2 separate regions of the Mus musculus genome follow, and region 1 is linked to region 2. A link is a contact called in public HiChIP or PLAC-seq data. All regions are on one chromosome and are shown on one strand. Each heading gives the region's core, a stretch centred on a gene start, on an enhancer-like site or on the middle of the called end of the contact. The rest is flanking DNA. Distances are from core to core; before and after follow the strand shown.

Evidence for each region. HiChIP or PLAC-seq counts read pairs in DNA pulled down with a chosen protein or histone mark.
Region 1: a contact with region 2 is called in an H3K27ac HiChIP or PLAC-seq map of heart atrium, with 5 read pairs. The contact joins two enhancer-like sites. A contact is called at or near these places in 10 of 484 Hi-C or Micro-C datasets (bone marrow-derived macrophages, embryonic stem cells and rod photoreceptor) and 2 of 115 datasets of contacts at active chromatin or transcription factors (embryonic stem cells and heart atrium).

What each region holds. Positions count from the first base shown.
Region 1 is chr11:88,652,073-88,657,846 of GRCm38.p6, forward strand. The region is part of intron 5 of Msi2 (musashi RNA-binding protein 2); the gene reads right to left. Among named protein-coding and RNA genes, the nearest start is that of 0610039H22Rik, 36 kb to the left of the region's middle. Within about 2 kb of position 2,864, at least 30 of the 459 cell types and tissues checked have an H3K27ac peak or open chromatin away from gene starts, as enhancers often do. A contact at or near this core is called in heart atrium, where this site is marked.
Region 2 is chr11:88,512,920-88,518,788 of GRCm38.p6, forward strand. All of the region lies in intron 6 of Msi2 (musashi RNA-binding protein 2), which reads right to left. Among named protein-coding and RNA genes, the nearest start is that of 0610039H22Rik, 100 kb to the right of the region's middle. Within about 2 kb of position 3,627, at least 32 of the 459 cell types and tissues checked have an H3K27ac peak or open chromatin away from gene starts, as enhancers often do. A contact at or near this core is called in heart atrium, where this site is marked.

The DNA.
Region 1 (5,774 bases), core at 1,614-4,113, 140 kb after region 2:
GTAATTCACCCACTGACTTCTCAAGGAAATGTGGGTAGGAGGGGCCAGATATAACCATAAAAATGGACAAAATATGCCCAGAGAAATACAACACATGGGGTGCCACATCCCTATGACAGTCAGAAGATCAGTCATGGACATCCATCTCTATAACTTTGGCAGAGGAGCCAGCTAGAAGAGAAGAGCTGAGCTGACCTTAACCACCAAGAACAGTAGTTAAGCATACAAACAAACAAACAAACAATAGTGCTGGCATAAGCCTTCCTGCTTTAATCATAGCTAAATCCCAAGCTTGAAGTCTCCTACCAGTTTCTGTTAGCTTGTTACTCTTCCCAACCCCTGCTGCTGCACTCGTACAGGAGAAAGCAACCCCACAAGGTGGGGGGGGGGGGGGGGGCAGGTATCACTCTCCACCTGTCTATCTTTGGGAACAAAGGAGCCGGGAAGTCTGTCTCCCTTTATCCAAACCAACAAAATGGCAGTAAATCCTTAGTTTCAGCCAGTCTTCCACTTTGTCTGCATTCTGTCACTGTCAAGAATCAGGGAAGAAACATGACTAGAACCGTCCAATCCAAAGGCACTACCGGCTTCTCAATCCTGCTCCCTGAAGAGGTTCAGTAAACCTTCAGGCTGAAAATCTCCACCCAGGGGGCACAGGATAGACTCCAGCTTCCCAGAGGTGACAAGGGAGTTGATGTACCCCATAGTACTGTAGGAAAACTAAGGCACAGAGAAACAAGGTGACCTTTGGATGGAATAGTCCAGGATGAAGCCACCACTGCTGAGCCACAGGTATTGTTGGGGCTAGTCGAGGCCCATGGCGCCACGTAAACCATGTCACCTTTTCCTTGGTCCCCTGAGAAAGTATGCCAACCCTACAGGAAAAGTCTTCTCACTAAAAAATATTTAAAGGCGTAAGCAGTACCCTGGTTAATTACACCCAGAAAAGGCTGACTTGGGAGTAAAGAAGTTAAGAATGAGACGCCTGGGAGAGAAGCATTCAGAGGCCAATGTGTCATCTGCAGCGACGTGGACCAAACGCAGCCAACAGGGCAAGGGAACAGGATGCATCTATGAGCAGCGCACATTCCTTAGGCTTCTGCATAAACCCTGAGGCAGGAGACAGCCCCATTTTACAGATGTGGAAACTAAATGACAGAGAGGTCAGGCTATATCCAGGTCACATAGCCAATAAAAGCGCAGAGCCAAGATTCTAACCCTGGCAGTCTGGCCTGTGGATCTACTCTTAAATAATGTGATAGCATCTATCCACCTGCTTCAGAAACTTCTCCCGTTCTAAGGCTTTCTGTGTGATGTGAAGGTTTCCTTAGGCTGTCCCCTATTTGTGTTATGTAATTATTTAAAAAGGATCTTCAACTCCCTGCTTTCTCTAAGGCTCGAAGATAACCAACGATGAGACATAAGACAATCAAACTAGAGAGTCTTATCACAGAAAGGGGGTAAAATAAATCTGAAAACACGATTCACAGACACACTGTGTCTCTTCTCTTCCCCACATTGACTTCCAAGTCCCCTAGGCATCTCAGTAAAAACGGGCACCATGATCAAATTCCAAAGTGTGTCTCCCACACGGAGAAAAGCTTACTAGGTGCCCAGTGAGAAGCAAACATGATATATTACTACGTTACTATACAAGAGGAGACTAAGATCATTTCCCAGTATGACGTTAAAAAAAAATCAAGTCTGTAACATTCAAAGCATCTGAAGATGCTGCAGTTCGCTAAGGTAAAAACATCTCCCACAACCCTGCCTCTTCACAAGCCTTTGCTTTCCCAATACAAAGTCACAAAATGGAGAGAATAATAAAACCTGTCCTCTTATCCCTTCGGGGCATCGAGATCACTTCAGAGAAGCCTGAGACATTTACCTAGTGTTTACTAAGAAGGGCCATATGCCTGGTAGTCTTGGGTCATGTGACATGGCACTTTAGGACACACTGGCGCTCCCTGCACCTGCTACAATGTCCCTCCCAGTTTTGGGGACTCACTGAGATGCAGCAGAACTCTCGTACATCCCTTGCAGGGCTCAGCCCCAAGAGTATCAAGACAACTGACCCACTCAGCTCTTGGGCTCCTCTTTCTTGACATCTCAACTCTCCCCCTTTTATTCAGCTTTTGTAGAAACTTCTAGAAACCCAAGTCACCTGACTCCAGCCTGATACCTCAAAGCAGGTCTGCCTGTGGCTGTGGGCTCATCAGGAAACTGCATGGAAATACAAGCAGGAACACAGAATCGTATGTCCTGGGCCAGTTGAAAAAGTTTCACTATGGAGTTTAAGCTGTTCTAGACACAACAGAACAATAAGACCAAAAAGCCTCTTCAGGCAAAGAAAACAATATAATCTCATCCCTTGTCTGGCCGGAAATACGAATTCGAAGATAAAGGTACCAGAGCCTGGAACACTAGGGCCCTACATGGCCTGTGATAATCCCTGCAAAAAACCACACTGGTACCCATGACTCTGGACATTACATCATCCACTCCCTTAAACATTAGCTAAGACCTGTGGATGGAGAACCACCCAGGGCAGGGTAGAATGTCCAGCTATATGCCTTCGATTCACTTGTGTACTAGTTAAGAACCAATTAGAGAACTTGGGGGAAGAGAGTGGGTAGGTCTCAGGAAGCTGAGAGACAGTTCACACTCAGTACACCTGGAGTGGCAAGCATAGCCTGAACGCTGACGGCACAGTCCCTCAAGTGGCCCTCTGGTCACAGTGGCCCTCTAAACGGGATGCCTTCTGTCCTGCTTGCTGACTGAAAGGAGTTGGAAACCCTACCACCGGCCCTCCTGTGTCATTATTCAACAACAAACAGAAACTATATTTAGAACTGTTTCCATGAAGGCGCCACGGGCAAAGGCCACTCAACCTCGGAGACGCAGAAAGGTGAAATGAGGTTACCCTCCCCGCTCCCAGCCATCTATTCAACACAGCATCTCATTTTATAAATGGACCTTAAAATTCACAGGAGGAAAGACAGTTTTCCCAGGAGCCACTGCGTCCATTCTGCAAAATTACGTAACTCAGAAAATGAGGGTTGTGATTTGATTATGCCTTCAACAGCCTGGTGCCAAGGCGACCAGCTCACCGTGCCCATCAACCGCTGGTAGGGAACAAAAACACAGAAGAGCAGAACAACTCTAGATAAACCCTTTTGCAGTAACCCACGTAAGTTAAGTCTTAAGCAAACCTCTTGATAGCCTCAGTGGCCCAGGTTTGCCGCACCCCACCCTAAAGCAAACTCCACGGAGGGTTTTTGGCCCACCCAGTTGGGTAGAAAAGTACACAGCTCCAAGCTTGGGCTGACTGAGTAGTTTGTCCTTATTGGAAGTTTATACTTGCCTCACACACAAGGGGTACTGTTGGAAGGAATCAAATAATTTACTGTTGGACATTCTGGTTTCAAGGACAGCACATGCCCTTAGGAAAGCAAAAATGTTACCATTTACCTTTTAAAAAAAAAATTACTAGCTTTTTATTTCGAAGCAAGTTAATGGAAATAGGGCTTTTTCAAAAATGCAGTTGAAGGTGCTGAAACCTCCTGGAATCAACCTCCTTCTGTAGAATGTAGAGCTGTTTAACAGAGGGAAATTAAAAAAACAAAAAACAAAAAAAAAGTTCTTAAGAGTTGTATTCCAGTGTCCTGCAGGAGCCCCAGGTGAGGCCTCCCTTGAGCCCACAGATCTCTACCTACGCTCTGAGCTGTCACATAGGTTTTAACTAAAGCACATTTATTTATCATCTCAACTGTTCTTTGTCCTCCTCGCTGGGCTTAATGTAGACAAAACAGGGCTAATTGTGTCTATTTCACCAGTAAGAGTGGAGGCTGCTTTCATAATCTTGTCACAAGAACCAAGCCACTTGAGACACCCCAGAGGTCATTCGTCTACGGTGCTGCGCTGGGGAGACCAGGATTCCTGAGTGAAGAGGACTATGTCATCTTTCTGCACTCGGGACAAGACACTCGTCCTTGACTGTAAGCGTGCAGCCAGGTCTTTCTATACAGGCCCAAGTGGATAGGCTCCTTGCCTGGAACAGCCTCTCACAGACCCAGGTCAAATGTCCCCCTCTTAATTCTGGGAATTTCACAATGCAAAGGGACAGGGAGGGGAAGGGAGGGGCGGGGCTTCACTTTCAGATGTTTCCATTTTTCTCAGCAAGGTTCATACTCTAAAAGCAAAAGATGCTGAATTCAAAAGGAAGGTAATGATTATTTTTCATGACAAAAACCTTCCCAGGCAGCAATACCGCTGGCTTTCTCTATCCATCCACCTACCCAGGTTATCCACCTCATCCACAATTTCTGAGTTCTTTGGTTTTGTGTGTAGCGGACAGAGTTCAACATTGGGTGTCTTCCTCTATGACTCTACACATTTTAAAAAGTCAGAGTCTCTCACTGAACCTGAAAGCTCACCAGCTCAGCAAGATGGCTCAGCAAGGCCCAGGCATCTTTCTATTTGTCTCTCCGTACTGCTGGGGATGCAACTCGGGTTCTCATGTACACGCATAGCAAGCATACCAACTGTGCCATGTTCTCTGACCCCGCCCCCCAGGTTTTCCAACTTAAATATGGATGTAATTTTGTATATATTTCCTTTTTTAAAAAAATGGGTATTATACATTTATATCAAACCTAAACATGAGACTCCATTACAAAACGCTGGGGTTTCTGAGTGGGCTCCAGGACCACTCCACCCAGCTGGTGGGAGCACCTTCAGCATCAGCCAGCGAGCTCCATGGTTGCAGAACAACAGAAGGATACAACCCAACTGAGCTAATCCTTAGGGGTTGGTCAGCTGGGTTGTTCAGTTTGTCTGTATAAACAGTGCCACAATGGACATCCTTGAATAAGTCCTTTATTATTTGAGAAGAACTTTGTTTGATTACTGCCTGGGATGACATTCTTCTAGGTGGAACTCCTGGGCTCTGGGTTTGCTCTTAGGAGAGGGACTAAGGATGAGAGGAGCTGCTGATATATTTTGCTGGTACCACAACTACATTTCAGTTGATTTACTGAGTCAAAGGAGGCATGTGTTGAATAGAAAGCACACTGCTGGTGTCAGAAACACAAGTTACACAGCAGAAGGTCAGCTGGCCACACTAACCAACCAAGGAGTGGCGTTTCCGCAGTGACGAGCTGAAAGCCACACAACAGCCCTGCCCTCACTCTGGACGCCACACCACCCTGGAGCCTGAGAAAAGGCACCATGGAGGACGATTGGTCTGGGCTCCTTGGACAGACAATGGCTGGGCTCCTTGGACAGACAATGGCTGCGTTGCTCCATCTCTCTGGACCTCACTCAGGCTAGTCTTGTTTACATGTTAGACAAGATGACCATGAAAGAGGCTGTTCCTTTGACGAGAACAAATTGCTTCTCTAAGTGCTGGGTTCTACTGTGCTCTGTAACCCACTAAATGGAGATTTCATCTTTATTAGTCCCCATACCCAATCACTCCATCTCCTTACCCAGAGGTCTCTCTGACCAAGTGTTCCAGTAAACACGTAGAGCCTCCTACATACAGTGAAGCAGGGCAGAGGCCTTCCGAGGGCTTCCAGGTCAGCCTCCAACTGTGCAGTTGAGTGTAACACCTACACTCCCTGTCCAGACAGTCTGGCTGGCAGTTAGCACTCAAGCTTCCTGAATTCAAACAACATCCCTCCCTCCCAGCAATGAGACCTAAGATAGCTCCTGAAGCAGCAGGTGCCTGGACCTCAGGGCCCAATGAGTGTCTTCCTGCAGGACCACTACAT
Region 2 (5,869 bases), core at 2,377-4,876:
CCCCTTCCCCACAAGGTGTATCAGCCACTCAGAACAATCTGGAAGACTGGAATTGAGAAACGGGGACTGATGGAAACATTTAACCAAAGTTCTTTGGGGAATGTGCCCAATTCTGTCCCGCAGAAACAGAACACCATGGGCTGCTCTCAAAGCTCACGGTCATCCTGGGCCTGAGACATCTTGAAACCTGAGTTCTATTCCAAATACTAGCACTCTGTCTCTTTGCCTTGGAGAACCCAGGACACTGGAGTGAGCTAACTTACCCCAACTCCGGGTTTTTCTCCCCTGCAAAGGCCATCCCACACTCTTCCTGGAGGGAGGGTGGCTGTCAAAGGCCTCCGAACTCTCCAGGTTCCAATGAGAGGGTACCTATCGGATTCCTACCTGAGGGGATCTGAGAGGCTGAACAGAAGCTTCCAGCCAAGACGGAGCCTTTCGGCCTAATTTACTTGGCAAACTCCTCAGGTGTCAACAACAGTCCTAAACATACTGAGTTTAGGAGAACAAAAGAGAGATCGCTAGTGTCTGTGGCTGGACATTCTAAACAAGCAAGATAAAGGACTAGGAGCTACTGAGTGCCAGGATGCTTCCACATGAATGTTCTACGGTCAGCAGGGTGACTCCCTCCTTGGAGCTGGTTTTGTGCGTTGCACTTCCTTGTGCTAGTGTCAGAAGCTGTGGGACCTTGGGTGCGCTGGGTAAGGGCTCCACTTCTAAGCTACACCTTCAACAGTTACCAGTTAGAGGAAAGAGCTTGCCCACGGATCTCCATGGTCTTTGATCTTTCTGTCCAACTTGCTCTTGGTCTGGCGCGTACTTGTGTCCCAGAGGCAGATGCTAGGGGCACCGTCATTTAGATGTCAAGGCAACACAACTCGTTCCTGAGCTTCCACCAGTTGGGCATTCTAATTACCCCTGCTGTACCTATCTGCTCACCCAGTTCCTCTTCCTTCCCAAAACAACAATGCCCATTTGCCTACTCCCCTCAAGAGATGCTTGGCCTTACAAGAAGATTCGCTTGCTGCTCTGTTTCTTACAAAGTCTTCACCATCTGCAGAATGGGGCTATCCCAGAACAAAAGTCAACCCCACCCCAAGATCCTGGCTCCAATGTCCCCATGTCTTCCCTCATCCCAAGCATATAAAGGTGAACACAAGGTTGGATGATAACAAGGACAGACAGGACTACGTGGTGGCGGTATCTGGCATAGTCTCCGGCCTACGGTGGGCTCCTCAGGATACTGTGGGGTGCTTCATGCATTAGGGAAGGGGAATGGTTTAAGAGTTGAAAGAAGACGAGCCAAAGCTGGCTGAGTCCCTTGGGGCTCATAAACCACAGCACTTCTGGAAGAACCTATGGGCGCGGTACCAGCTGGCCTCACTGGGCCCGGGCCGTGAGTTTTTCTGGCCAATTTGGAATTCCAAAGTTCATGCTTGGAAGTCCAGAGGCATTTGGCTCCAGTTCAGGGGAGCTTCTTCCCTGCTGAGTAGACCTGCTCTCTCCTCTGTCCTGTCTCCCTCCCACCTTCAAAGCACTTGCTCCCAGCAGCCCCAGCCCCCCTCACCTCCCTGCCTGACGCTCTTCTCCAAGTGGCTCGTTCTCTCTCTCTCTTTGAGTTCATCAGACACCCAGAGATGACATCCAAACCCTCTTTTGATAGAAGAGTGCTATCCAGACCCCAGAAGCCATGCAGTCTGCCCAAGGCCACTCACAGCCAGTTGGCAGTAGAGCTGGGACCAGAAACCAAGGCTCTTAATGGCCCTTAATGGCTCTGATGACACATAACTGAGCACGAAGCTAATACAGAGACTGCCTCCGGCCTGGCCAGCTCCTGCCAGTGCTTCTTCCAAGAAGCTCCCCCGGGAAGGGCATGTGGAGCCCTAGGCCAGTACATCAGGTTCCCTCTTGCCATGTTTACACGCTGCCAGCTTCACTGGGCCACCATTTTTTGCAGGATCTGAACAGAGTCATGTTTGCCTCTGGAAAAGCGCAAGGCACACATACTGTACACAACCCTCCCCTACCCCAATCACCTTGGATGAAGAATCAGCAAAGCTCTGGTCCATATACAAAACCCCCATAAGCTATGACATGACAGTAGTTAAGAAGGAATTAAAAAAAAACAAAAAAAAACCAACCTTGCCAAAGGAGAGGCAATTTCAGCCCATTGCTGATTATCTTTCATTATTCCACTGAGCTTCCGCAGATGCTAAAGGAGGCGGATGTTTAGGATGTATGGAAATATCATTTCCTCCTGGGACAAGGAGGAGGGAGGTGGGGTGGCTATATACACAAATGAGTTTTCCCCTGTTTTTTTTTTTCCTCCGGTAAGCCTAGTACTACCCTCAGGAGAAAGGAGGCCCACTCTGGGAACAGCTTGATCATTGGGACAAATGAAGGTGGCTTAGGCTGCTGCTCTGGGCTCCTTCCTTTGGGCTCTCTCTATTTACTCCTCCCCCCCCCCCCCACACACACACACTTGCTAGGGACCCACCATGAGCCTGGCACAGAACTGGGGATTGGCAGGAGCGCCCATCTACTAATAACATGATAGACAGGCAAAAACAATACCAATGAGGCCCTGGGCCACACAAACAAGAGGATGGGAGCAGAAGGAGGGAAATATAGCTCAATGGTCCAGGTGGGGAAGGAACAAGTTAGCTGGCAGGCCCACAGACGGCTGCTGGTGTAGGGATGGATATGTGGAGTGTGGAAAGGCAGAAAGCTCCAAGCAAGGGTACAGCTCACTTAAAAAGACCGTGTTGACATAGCGTATAGTATGTTCTATCTGGGTTGGCGAAACCTGGGCATGTGGGGAGGCAGACATATGGAATACCCATGCTGAAAGACCTTCCTTAGGCTTTCTTCTAGAGGGCCACAGGGCCACAGGCTGGGCAGAGAAGTGGCATGGAGAGCCCAGCCTCCTGATGCTGTTCCTCTGGCAGCAGATGAAGGATAAGGCAGAGGAAGCCAAGCCTGAAGGTCAAGGAAAGAGCCTGGCCGCTTCAAGGACAAGTGCTAGGAGAACAAGAGCCAAAGACAGAGTAGCCAGAGAGAGGGGCAAGCCATGTTTCCAGGGTACAATAGAGAAAGTGATGCCTGTGGATCTGTGGGGATGGTAAAAGGGAAGGCGTAGAGATGCCTTCTCCCTTCCTAAATCCCTGAGGTGGAGCACCAAGGCACAAGATCTGATGACAGCCTGAGTGGATCCTAACAATGCAAACACAACTCCTGGATTGGCACCACACTTGGCTCTGCAGGGTCATGAACTGACTCCAGAGCATAGCCCCGGAGGCTACACCATGTGGTCCTAAATCCTCCGCACTTCTCACATCTGTAACCTCAAGCCACGCCCTAGAGCACCCTAGGCTTCCAGTCTAGGCTCCCTCCCCTGCCTGGCAAGATTGGCTTTGCTCTCTTTTACAATCACAAAGCCCTAGGCCTACACACAGCTCTGTCCTTGAATTACACTCTCTGATTCTGTAGCCAAGGACATGGATGGTTCACTGGGTCTCTGTGCCCTTTGTACAAATTGGGGATCTTGATCTACCAATACACTGCAATACCATAAAAGCCAATAAGCAGAGCTGAAGGCCCGTTTCAGTCTGACTCTTCCATCCAGCCTCCAGATGGGGCCACTACTCCCATACTCCCTATTCAGGATGAAGGAGCTCAGATAACTTATGCAGAGCAAAGAAAAGGCACCAACAAACAAGCTTTCCAGACAAAAGTCGGTAAAATAAACCCCACATATTCTCCGCATATAATGTACGGAAATCACTTTCAAGTTCTCTTGCAAGAGAGAGATTATATAAATGCTATTTCTCGCGTGATTCCAATGACCCGAACTATTTTTGGAGTCTCATTTTGGCAGCTAAGTATGCTTTGCTTTGGCTGGGCTGGGTTTTTGTTTTGTTTTGCCCTTCCCTATAGAAAGGAGACTCAGCTCATTTGGATTAACTGAACTGAAAAGAAAGCAGTATCTCTGCTCTAATTCCACAAGGCCAGAAGAGCCCTTTATAAATTCATTTCTGGTTCTCAGATAGTGTTTGTGAACCTGTTGATTAGAGGAAGGGTATTGCCTATATTGGCTAGGAGGGGGGAAAAAATCTCCCTGTGATGTCCCCCCTCCTTCACCAACTGAGCAGCGGAAAGCGAGGCTCCCACCCACGTGGGTGCTCAAAGTCAGAGAGCAATTTGCATGAGTGGAAAACTCATTTCAGAAGCAGCAGAAGCTGTTACTCTGACTTTGTATTCTGGGAAGGTGATTGAAGGCATGGGCCTGGCTCGAGAAAAACCAAGTCCCCAACCCCAGGCTTTCCAGAGCTCACACAAAGGGAAGCTGATCTGGAGCACTGGTGTGGACCTGGTGCATTGACACTGACCTCGTATGCTGGGGCAGATCTAGGTAGAACTGGTGCACTGGGATACAGGCACTGGGATACAGGCAGACCCCAGAACACTAAGGGGGAGCACTGGGGTGGGGGGATGGGGGAAAGAGCCTGGCATAGTGGGGTGGATCTCGCACACCACTACAGCAGACCTTATGTACTGGTGCAGATTTGGTGAAATCGTATAGATGTGGCATATTGGTGTGGCATGGGCAGTCTTAGCCGACAAGTGGAGTGGGCTTGGCCTGGCAGCGTTGATGACCTCTTCCCGCTCTGACATGCCAGAGTTGGAAAGTCTACGGCTGATTTGCAACTTCACCCCTACGCTACTTTTGCTAAGACTAGAACAGTCCAGGCCTGTGTGTTCAAGGCCAAGCAGTCCGTTTGTTCTGAAACAAATGGAAAATAGAGCATGCTCAGAACACGTATGAACTGCAAGGTCATAGCTCTACAGGGCACCACGAAGCAGCCCAGACCAGCACCGTGGAAGATTCAGCAACAGGGAGACATGGGTCTCTTCCAACACAGCACACCTTCTTGCTGGCAAGTGACGCCTATGTCAAAGAAGCATGAGAAAATGACCAGGAAGTTTCGTCAATGGGGGGGGGGGGGATGATCACGTCTACTGGGACATAGACCAGTGAAGGCCTCATGGCATCAGAACTGCTCTTCAAGGGCTGGAAAGACAGCTCAGTGTTTGGTTGCACTAGCCACTCTTCTGGGTGACCAGGGTTTGGTTCTTGGCTCCCACATAGCAGCTCACAGCTGTCTGTAGCTCCAGCTCCGGGGGACCTGACACCCTCATACAGATAAGCATGCTGTAGATGCACCACTGTACATAAAATAAAAATAAAACCCTAATTTAAAAAAAAAAAACAAAAAGAAAAAAAAAGAAATAAAAAAAACTGTTCTTCAAGCTGAGCGTGGTGTCTCACACCTTTAATCCCAGCACTTAGTAGGCAGAGGCAGGCAGATCTCTATGAGTTAGAGGCCAGCCGGGTTTTCAAATATGAGTTCCAGGAAAGCCAGGGCTACAGAGAGAAACCCTGTCTCTAAAACCCCAAAAGAGGCAAACAAATAAATAAAATAATACCGACTGCTTTTTAAGCAAGTGTACAACCTCTATTTGTTCTTTACTATTCTAGGGTTTTGTTTTTGGTCTGAGCCAGGGTTTTCTGTTGTGCCACTGGCACATCCAAAGATGACCTTGAACTCTTAATGTTCCAGTCTCCACTTCCAAACCCTAGCCCTGCAGACGTACTTGACTACACCCAACTGATGTGGTTCTGGGAAATCAAACACAGGATTTCATGCATCATGAGTAACTACTCTACCAACCAAATTCATATTTTGTTCTCTTTTTTTCCCGTCAGGGTTTCTCTGTTGTCTTGCCTGTCTTAGAACTCACTCTGTAGACCTGGCTGGCCTTGGACTCAGAGATCCACCTGCCCCTGCCTCCCAAGAGCTGGGATCAATCA